2 separate regions of the Danio rerio genome follow, and region 2 is linked to region 1. Evidence: chromatin contacts called from public HiCAR-type data. All regions are on one chromosome and are shown on one strand. Each heading gives the region's core, a stretch centred on a gene start, on an enhancer-like site or on the middle of the called end of the contact. The rest is flanking DNA. Distances are from core to core; before and after follow the strand shown. Region 1 has its middle 34 kb from the start of fscn2b. Region 2 overlaps bahcc1b (BAH domain and coiled-coil containing 1b).

Region 1 (5,775 bases), core at 253-2,752:
TTGTCCTATGTGTCTTTGTCTATTGTCAAATGACAATGCGAAGCATCGCAAGAGCATCGCTGTGTTCCACTACGCAAAGCCGGTGAAAAGACGAGATTGCTTTTGTCCGCTGCACCGCTTCCCCCCGACTCAAGCCTGAGCCCCCACCCGCTGCCAATTAACTGTGTGACCATAATGGATGTTGTTTGGCATGTTTTGCTGTGGGCAGATTGAATTAGCAGCCGGGTGGGGTTCGACTCTGAGCGATTTGAATGATTGTCTTAACGTCTCGTACAGCAGTAATGAAACACAGTAATACGTTCCCTCAGTTCTGTTAAGAACACACACACACACACACACACACACACACACACACACACACACACACACACACACACACACACACACATACACACACACCTGAGAGCCAATTCTTGATAAATCAGGCCTATGTGGTGCAAATGGGAGGTGAGGGAGGAAAAAGCGAGGAGGAGGAGGGGGAACCAGACGATACAGCGAACAGATGGATCCTGCGTTCAAGCACTTGAGTTCCTGATGAAGTGATTCTATTATGAGACCCCCCTTTTTCAAGCTTTGTAAAATCTTGAATTGAATAAATGTATCATTTAGGGTGGCGTTACCTCTCTTATTCTTTTTGTCCATCCAGCCTTTTCCCTTTTCCATCCGTTCTCTTCCAGGCCTTGAATATTTCCTTTCCTTTCTCATCGGGAAAGTGAAGGCTCAGAATTGACAATAACAGAGCACCAGACACAGCCCAACAGCTTTTAACTTAATTCTGTTTGCATATGAGATCAATTAGCTTTTCAACAGACTTGTTTCACTGATTATTCACCCCTGTTTTCAATTACGCTACGCTGCTGCGGGATTTGCAGAAAACTGGGCAAATCCGTTCGTGCTGAATATGACTTTTCCTGTCGCTTTGATAGGAGGCAGAGTCACGGTTTCTTTGCATTGACAAGTGTCTGCTTCTAACACTCCTTCCTTCCTTCTGTTTGTCATCTACGGCAGCGCTGAAGGAGAATAGTTGCCTTGAGCAAGAGCCCGGCATCGTGTGCTAATTTCAATCCACTTTACCCGGGATAGTACGCCGACGCCCTGCGGGACCCCCTTGACACTTGTTATTTGATTCCATCAGGTTGCCAATATTAAATAAACATTATTTGCCGTTGTTTTATTCGTTTAAATATCAATTTATCAGTTGTCCGTGGCTAAAGTTTTTTTTTTAATTTGTGAGATCTTCCAAGATGCTCATAAATCATCACCTCTAATGGATCTATAAAGAAATCAATCAGCCGAGCTGGCACATTTCCATATGAAATTCGGAGTTTCATCAATTTTTCGTAATACAGTAAGTGCCTCGGTTCAAAGTAGTCTCACAGCTCATTCCCTGGGTTATAAAACACACCATGTTGCAGATTTAGAAACCCCAAACATACTGCAAATCAATCGTTACGAGCACAGCGCCCCACATAAATGGAGCACACGGAGACCTTTCACGGCCTCCTGTGCATATCGGCTCTCACATTATGCTGCAGGCCAAAACGGCATTGTGAAAGAATCCACACAGCTGTTTGCAATAGTCATTTTCTTCTGATATCTAACGCGCGCATAGATAAGCTAAGTTAGTGTGTTTTACATGCTTATTTGCATAGGTTGCGGGTTCAGGCTGTGTATTTGGACGAAAATGTATGACTTCCATGGAAATTTGTGTGAGGTGGGTGTACATGTACATATTCAACAAACCATGGCAAAAGTCAATAACTGAAAGTTCTGCTTTCGCCAGCATGGTTTTGGCTGAAACTCAAGGGGGCAAGATATAGGGGGGTTGGTTGAGTTTTTGAATGCATAAAACGGCAGCTTGGGGCTTTGCTGCCAACCTTCTTCGACATGCCCACTGTTCCCAAATGACTGCTGGATGGGGGAGTATTTCTTCAGAACAGTTTAAAACCCTCTGGCTCCACTGTCATCTGACATTTTTCAAAAACAGCTGTAAATCAAAACTGCTGTTTACCCAAGGAGCCAGATCATCAATTAAATGAAACCAAAATTATGCAAGAAGGTTGCATCGTTCCCAAGGTATCCTTGCTGCTATGAGCGGGATTTGAACAGCATTTCCAGCATGGGAGGTGAGCACACTAACAAGGATGCTAAACTCTAGGGGTGTGAACCTAAACACTGGTGTCATTGTTCGGTTCAAGTGCGATTATAATATCATCGATTCACTGCTGATGCACTGCATCCTCAATTTCCTATATGACTTTATATGATTATAGATTTTGGTTGTATGATTACAGTCTGAGGAATAATCACGGTCTCACAGTTATCACGATTATTGTGCCTTCATTAATCAAAACACTAATAGTATAGAAAAATCACATGAAAACTCTTTTTTAATATTTCAAATTTAAAGTGCTATTTATTGCTGCTCAGTAATAATATTAAAAATAATATTAAAAATAATATTAAAAACAAACAATAGTCCATTTCTTTTTGGACTTAAAAATAAGTGAAAAAAAGTTTTTGAAATTGAAACAAAATTTTACACTGAAAATAAATGACAAAACAATGTTGACAAACAATTGTGTAGGCTAAATTGTCCGTTGTGAATGTTGTGTGTGGATGTTTCCCAGAGATGGGTTGCAGCTGGAAGGGCATCCGCTACCTAAAACATATACTTGATAAATTGGCAGTTCATTCCGCTGTGGCGACCCCAGATTAATAAAGGGACTAATCCAAAACAAAAATGAATGAATGAATGAAAAAAATAAGAATAAAAACAGTATTTGTCTAATGTAAATCTAAGCATCATATCTAGGTATTTCCCTTTTAAAGAGAAAAAAATGTAGTCAAAGACTGCCGATCCTCTGTCTGAAAGGCACTTTGGATCAACTATATTATGTAATATGCACTTATCTGGTTATATCATTTATTAATGTATTTTTTTTCTGTTTGGAGTACAGATGTGTATATTCCATACAAAGTATGAAGCTGAATGATCAGTTCTTGTCATGCGACTTGGGGTGCACACGTTCAACCAGAAGTGCGAAAGAAAAGAAATAACGAACTTGCACGCAAAAGATGCAATGTGAACAGCCCTTACAGCTTCAGCCATTGTTAATCCAGTGTGTCTGGGTATTAGCCTCAGTGTACAAGTTTGGAACTTTAAATTAGGGCACAGTTGGCATAACTTTGTTTAGTTGCAGCAGTTTTGTTCCATGCAGAAACGCGATGTTGAGAAGCCTTCACGAATAATTAACCGTGATGAATTAAAGCACATGTTACGTTTCACGTATGTTTTGGAGTATTTTTGTTGTTTCTGCTTTGCGCTCTTCTCTCTCTCTCTCTCTTGTTGTGGTCCTATCCTGTTTCAGGTGTGCTACCATTGGTCTGGTGAGCTGTCATTCACCTTCGTCACTAAATCGGCGTGCCAATAAGGATCGGGTCCGCGCAGTATAAAACCGGTGCGCTTGAGCTGTTCTGGAGGAGCGCTTGGCCTGCCAATCTCCTCACTTGTGTCGGCCGGACTGTTTGTTTGTTTGATCCGCTTGATTCGTTTGCGAGTGCTATTTTCTAGTTTTCTCCCTGTTTATCTTGATTAATCAGTTAATCTTGTGCTGCTCTTGTTAATGTATAGTGAGATTTTGAACGATCTTTATGAGAATTAGATTACCTGAGATCTTGTTTTGCTAATGGCTAACAGTGTGTACTTTACGAGAATTCTAGCATTTCGAGCAGCTTAGTATTATTGTGTATTAGTTAGTTTTTGGAGGCATTGCCACATGTGTACTTATGTTTGGGAGTTAAGAAGTTTAGTTAAGCTACGTGCTGAAGATTACGGTTTTGTTTCTGCATTTTTCTTTGTTCAGTCAGTTTAGTGGGTTGGGGTTTAGTTAGTTCGTTTTGTTATATTTATTTCTTTATTTTGGCAACACTCCTATTTTTCTTTATTTAATTAAATTATTTAAAATTACATTTATCTTTCATCTTACATTCATTGTTTGACATTATCCATTAATAAATACTTACTTTTTGTTTCACTTATCAAGCGTATGCGTCTTCTCCTCATTCACCCAGCATCAATAGACTCACTGATTGTTACGTATCATCCCTTTAATTATTTAAAGAGCCCATATTATGTTTTTTTGAAAATTCCCCTCCATGTAGTGTGTAACACAGCTCTAAGTGAAGTGAAGTATCCAGCTAAGGCTTAAATCTGTTAGTGTACAGTGTTTAAAACTGTTGATTCATCTATAAAAGAGTCGACTCATAGTGCTTCAAACGAGTCGCCTTGATACCGATTCATTAGGTGTTTCGCCATGACGTACGAACGAAACCAAGTTATTCACGTGCACGCGCAAACCCGGGAGATTTCAAACCTGAGGCCCCGCCCTCTGACGCAGAAACCCAGACACACACACACACACACACACACACCCCCACACACAAACATGCCGGTCGATTGAAGTCACACTGCAGATGGATATATTGAGTCTCTACCCAAAGATGAAACCTCAGCATTATAGTCAAGCAGTTGGAAACTACTGGAAACTACATGCTACAAAGAATACTTCATCAGCGTTTGTTAAAGGAAGGATCAGTAAAGAGTAACTTACTGATGGATGTCAGGATGGATTTTTCTTCCTCCATTTCTCAAGTGTAAGTATGTGCGATTAAAGTTGCCTCGTTGACTCTAGCTTGCAAATGTATTTAGTTGTGATTTGTTACTTGTAACCGCGTGTACTGTACGGTGTTAAACTGGCTATATTCTCTTATCGCGTGCAAAGTCACGTTAAAAATGCGACGCGTGCTGCTTTGTTAACGGAGCTCCGTGGACGAGGAGTAGTGTGTGTGTGTGTGTGTGCGCGAGCTGTCGTCCGGAGGTGTGTGTTTTTGTGTGTGTGTGTGTGTGTGCGTGTGCGTGCGTGCGTGCGTGCGTGTGTGTGTGTGTGTGCGCGCACGCGGGCGTGTTGTCGAGCAGGGTTAAATGCGTGTGTGTGTGTGTGCAATATGTGTGTGTGTGTCTGTGAAAAGAGCAGAGTGAGAAGCTAGGAGATCTCCTCAACTGTTTTTGGAGTTTTTGCTCAATAAAATAGTCAGTCGTCTGTATTTTCAAGTCCATAGTCTGTATTTACATTGACCCACTGGCAGCTAAAATCCACGCCTACACTATGGAGCGTGTATGAACTGTGATTACTTTTAAATTGCTGATTAGCTGTTTGGCATTTCACTCTCTGACTGAAGGCAGTCGACCAATCGCAACAGACTGTCATTGGTCCAATCAGCGCAGATTAGCTTCGCGCTAAGGAGGGGTTTGGGAACAAATGAATCACTGGACGATTCATACAGGAGTCGCTGGGATAATTAGGTAAAAATAAATGCAGATTATAAGACCACGAAAGTGTTTTTTGACCTTGCATGCATATTAAACTGTTGTTGGAGACCCTTACAACCAAGATATGACCCTATTTCATGTATAATATGGGCTCTTTAACATCATAAACACGTAACAGCGCAGTTAATAGTGAAATTGGTAAATTGTTGCATCCCTAATCTGACTTCACAAGAATCACACTTTTGTCATTAAACACAAGCAACCAGATATCCTAATTAAAAAAAATATTTTTACCTGTTCAAAGAAAACTTTTTTTGAATGTATAAAATATCAAATTATTGAAAATGACATCACATCTTTGCCTTGTACAGCCGTCTTGCCACCCTCAACATATGCTACCGTGACAAATGATGTCAGAAAACCATGTTCTTCCAAACGAATTA
Region 2 (5,676 bases), core at 1,930-4,429, 230 kb after region 1:
ATTTGTGTTTCCGATTCTGCTTTTTGAGCCAAGACGAAAAGCCATGCAAACATGAACAATTATAACATGCAAAATATATAGATTTTTTTTTTTTAATTATGTTTACTATAAATCAAATTAATGAAATGCAAGGTGTAGCATCTCATCAGTCATATGTAAGTAAAACCAGAACAAAGAAGAAATGTACATCTGATTAAATTAATATTCAATCTCTAATTCTTTAAATTTCCCAGTGATGGGTTGCAGCTAGAAGGGCATCCGTAGTGTATAAGTTGGCGGTTCATTCCACTGCGGCGAGCCCAGATTAATAAAGGGACTAAGCCTGAAAAAAATATATATTTTTTTTAAAACAGCATCATTCGATTTAAAACATGTGAGGTTTAAAAAGATGAGAAGCCAGATCACCAGTAAAATAAACGGTTTTAACCCACAACACGTCAGGATGCTAAGAAGTCACTTACAGCCCAAACTATGGTGAATGGCCAATGAAGGGTTAAAAACCTGGGCCTCGTTCTGAAAACTGTTTGATTGGTTGGCGTGTTGCCAGAGCGCTGTCAATCACAGAATGTAAACAAGGCTCTGATTGGCTGCTGTCCAGTCCGCACTGGGCTGCCTGAAAAAAGCAATTACTGGCCTTGCGGTTTCAAGGCGGCCCAGAACTGGATGATGAAAGGAGATAAGGAGGGGCGGTTTCAAGGCCTCCCCTAGGCGAACCTCGTTGGCCCCAAAGCTAAAGGAGAGTCAAGAGTGACTTAATCAAAGGGAATGCGTTAAAAAGGGGGAAATTACATGTTGTATTAAATTTAAAGTATAGATTCTCGGATTAATATCGCTTAATTCAACAGCAACACGATAATTCTAATACATGGAATCTAATAGAGTAAAACAGGAGAAGGATGGAAATGAAGGCGACCAAAAACGAGCGTGCGTATTGAGGATTTTTTACGATGAAATTTTAAAACTTCACCCTGACTGCTACTTAAAACGTTGAGTGGATATTTAGTAACAGCGGGTAATAAATGGCAGTAAAATATAAATTAACGATTACACGCTTATACGGAAACTGTTTTATGCCGTTCTCTTTTCGATACAAATGCGAAACATGGGTGAGTGGAAAAATAAAAATGATTATCAACAGAAATTACCGAATTATTATTGTTGTTGTTTTATGCCTGTAATACATTCCTTGTTTATTAAAATATAAAAAGATTTTGCTATTCAAATGAGGTTATGTTTTAACCAAATACATAACATATATCATTCTGACTTTGTTCTTTTATTGTTGTATACTCTGCATTATTTTCTTTCTTCATAACCCCTTTAACTTAAACCCGTGAAACTTCATCCACCAAAAGAGAGAGAAGAAAAAACCTTAAGGGCAACTTCTGCTATAGGCCACTGAATGAACTGTAATTTCATGTCTATGTAATGTACGTTTTTTGTTACAGCAGCACAGTTTTCTTGTATATTTGTATAAAACACATCCAGCTTATGCTTAAATATCAAGGATTTTACGTTTTTAAATATTATGTAAAAACAGCCTAGTCATTAAACAGTGTATAGATAAAAGTCAAATGGGCTACATTCAATCAGGACTTCAGTTCCACGTTTAAAAAGATTTTAGATTGGGCAGAACTCACGAGTCACGAGGGCAGTTTGTTTATTTCTATATAATTTAACATACTTTTAAAATAAAACGATAAGTCATTACAGAAGGTGATTTTAATGAATACAAGAATTTGCATTTGTTTAATTGTTTAATACACTGTCAGCGTGGGGTGGTAAAATAAGATATAGAACAAATTAAAAAAGAAAATGCCCCTATGAATAAAATTCGACAAAAAAAAAATTACTTAAAAATTATAAAATAGACCCAAACATAGGAGCTTCTAAAATGACAAAGTACCCAGTCATTTTGTTAACCAACAGTAATTGTTTCAGAGTGAGCTATGTCCTACCACCGAACCTCCTTGTCAAAAAAGAAGCAATAACACTAGGGCAATAAAGAATTCTGTACTGCAATATACAAAGAGGTGTAACGCTTTAACCAGATATCGGCACTTAATTTATTTAGTGACAAGAAAGACCCTTTTATTGTTGGGTTTTTATTGGCTCCTTTTTGCAACTTAAAAGGTGGGGGTGGGTGCATTTTAGTAGTGTAAGGATAACACACACACAGCCCATGCAAACACACATTTACACACAAGCAAAGACGCCTTCATTCTCATATATATGTATATATATATATATATATATATATATATATATATATATATATATATATATATATATATATATATATATATATAATACATACATACATACATACATACATACATACATATATATATATATATATATATATATATATATATATATATATATATATATATATATATAATACATACATACATACATACATACATACATACATACATATATATATATATATATATATATATATATATATATATATATATATATATATAATACATACATACATTTATATATATATATATATATATATATATATATATATATATATATATATATATATATATATATATATATACCTGAAAACAAACTCAGCCTCTTTTTTCTGTCTTTCTCTCACTTACACACACACACACACACACACACACACACACACACACACACACACACACACACACACACATCTCCTTCTCTCCCCACGCGCGCACTTACACACATTCTTTCTTTTTTTTTCTTTCACTCACGCACACACAAACAGACACACTGTCCATGTGCCAGCGCGAGCTGCCCTACTGTGGGACGCGGGGATAATTAATGCGGAGTGACTGATTGCTCTCGAAACAGACCAGTCCCGCGAACGGCATTGTCCGTGATCAATGAAGCGTTTCTGATTGACACTTTCCCTCCATCTTCCAGCCACATTCAAACTACCGGAACGGGGCGTTTGTCACCAGCGTATAGGCCAAGGGGTGTGCAGATACCCAGTTATTGTCAGGCCTATAGTTGCACACCAGTTTTAGTTAGTGCGGGATCCCATCGCCTGCCTTTGGCCAAAAATAACTCAAAAGGTACTCCTAAATTCAGAACCCACTCTGGTGCGAATAAACGGTGCTTACATGCGCCTACACGTCCATGTAGGTTAGGGGATTTTATGTACGCGTCCGTTGGATGAATCACTGTGACAATGTACTCCATAGCTGGTGTCGAGGATGGAGCATGTTCAGTCAAGACGTTCATTCGCTCACAGCCCTGTAAAACGCCCAGAGATGTCCACCAGGGAAACGGCACGAGAGACATGATTTTAAAACATCCACTGCAGGCATATGCACCGAACAACATAATTAATTAATACTGTGTAATTTAACATGAAGGTGAACACGAAGTGTAAAATTGCAAGTTAATATTGAACAAAACAATAAGATCAACATTTGTTTTGCTTAACTGAATTTCATAGAAAAATCAAGAAATCAAAAACTATTTTCAAATGAGTCCACACCGGCGTCTGAATCCAGATGAAGCTGAATTGTATGGTGACCTCTCCTCTCCTTTTGATGATTAAGCTAGATTTCAGCATGCGCTGACTTATACATGGAGCTACAGTTTTAAATATTTTGCAACATCAGAATTGCTAAATTCTTGTGAAATGACTTGGCCTCTGGTGTGTCAGGCAACAGGGACATGCACACACAGCTTGGACAAACGGTTTTTAGACAGTCCAATGTGTGCCGTACTACCACACACATCCGAAAAGGGAACTTGTATCTAAAGCTATGAAATCATAATTAAGATTTTAAATGCACAAAACATTAAATGATTGTGTATTTAGCTCCGTTGTCCCCGATTGAAACGTTAATACTGTCGATGACCAGAAGTTTACAAGGAAGAACCATGCGATTAGAAACTTGCTGCATATTTGATTTTAGTAATCCAACACGATTGGGTAATGATAAGACAGAGTTAACATAATTAAATCTCTACATAACAATACATCAATGAGAATGTAGACTCTGACCCTAACCCTAAAACCGAAGTAGGCCTATACTTTGGGTTCAAGTGGTACAGGCCCAGGGATAAATTGTGATTGACAAAATAATACTGATAATAAAACTAATAATACTCATAATACAACAAAATCTAAAATAAGACTGGATACCGACTTTGTCCTTTTATAAATTCCAGGGAATGGCGTTATCGATAGAAAAAGCCCATCTGTGTCCAATTAAGGGAAGTACTGCTTCACCCCCATAAATGGCACAAACCTACCTCATTACGACCTGTTTTATTGTAAAAGCTAGAAGTCAAACCATAGAGGTAAATAAATGCAACAAAATAAAAAGCACTTAAAGAAAGTTGTTTTGATGTTAAAAGAATAAACTCAAGAAACTTTACGCTATTACTCTACCTTCTTATAGGTCTTTAGAAAAACAGAAGTACAAAAACACAAGTAAATGTATGCCGTTGATATGCACCAGTTTTTAACTGACCCATTTACTGACAACCCCACCCCCCATAGTGCTTCATTAATGAGATTGTCTTATAAATACCTCAGTTAAAAAATGCTGTGGTAATTCCTAAAATGTCTCCTTAAAGCTTATCTCCCAAATTTAACGTGACTAAATAAATTGAATATTAATCGGATGAGTGGTCTAATTACTAGAAAATTGGAGAATAATATTATTAATACCAATTTCAAGTAATCTCATTGGTGTTCAAAATACGAGAAACAAAACTGTAGCCTATCCTCATAGAGAGGAATGACTGTGAGACGTTATATTGTTCTCCATAAATTTAAAACCAACGCAGTACATTTATAATTTTTTTATATATTATGTTTATTCGTGTGAGAGATGTAGTCACATAATGCAGTATGATAAGTCTACAGTGCTTTCTTATAATGAGTCTGTATTCAAAGATTCAAATAAATCCTAAAGGAGACGGCATTTTCCTAAGGATTGTCAGTGGACCACTCGGTTTTGACATGGGACGTAGAGCCTGTCTTGATCCGAATGAAGCCTATACCGTGTCTGCAGGGTATAGGCTACACTTGCAACACATCCTGGTGTGTGTTAAATCTTCAGTTTCTTTCATATGTATGCGTTCAAAGTGTTACAAGTTATTATCAATCAAAGACACAAGTATACATCACGTCCCAGTGTTCCTCACTGAAAGCCCAGGCCCTTGATACATGTTAATTTATTATGGGAACCCAAATAAATCATTCCGAGTTTAATTTGGTTGCATAAGGAAAATGTATAGTATTACATTTCACGAACGGCTAACAGACTGAAATCTTTAAAAAATCACCTAGTATCAATACGTTTCTTTCAGCAGCAATATTGTTTTGACCTTGTGACCTAGTAGCCTTGGTGAGAAAAACAGTAATACCAACACATACATATTCAGATCCATTGATTGGAATGAATGGTTGAATTAATAAATGACTAAACGGCCTTGTAGAGAAGTATGTTTTTCATTTTTTTGAAGTGCAAACATTTCATACGTGCACATAATTTTAAGTATAAAAGTAATATAAATTATCTTTAATATTTCAATTCACATCTTTAAAAAAAATAATAGATTTTGTGTAAATGAAACGATTTGAAAGAGCAGCATAAACGTCAGAGCACTCAAATATCCGGTCAAAAGGCCCTCTCCCACCTTACACTGAACGGCATCTCTTCT

What was found. HiCAR-type assays count read pairs that join an accessible place to other places.
Region 2: a contact with region 1 is called in a HiCAR-type map of caudal fin, with 5 times the contacts expected there. The contact joins two enhancer-like sites. A contact is called at or near these places in 2 of 4 datasets of contacts at active chromatin or transcription factors (caudal fin and gastrula embryo).

Annotation. Positions count from the first base shown.
Region 1 is chr12:36,397,804-36,403,578 of GRCz12tu, forward strand. No RefSeq gene overlaps it. Among named protein-coding and RNA genes, the nearest start is that of fscn2b, 34 kb to the left of the region's middle. Within about 2 kb of position 1,503, at least 5 of the 62 cell types and tissues checked have an H3K27ac peak or open chromatin away from gene starts, as enhancers often do. A contact at or near this core is called in caudal fin, where this site is marked.
Region 2 is chr12:36,624,597-36,630,272 of GRCz12tu, forward strand. All of the region lies in intron 1 of bahcc1b (BAH domain and coiled-coil containing 1b), which reads right to left. Among named protein-coding and RNA genes, the nearest start is that of bahcc1b, 40 kb to the right of the region's middle. Within about 2 kb of position 3,180, at least 26 of the 62 cell types and tissues checked have an H3K27ac peak or open chromatin away from gene starts, as enhancers often do. A contact at or near this core is called in caudal fin, where this site is marked.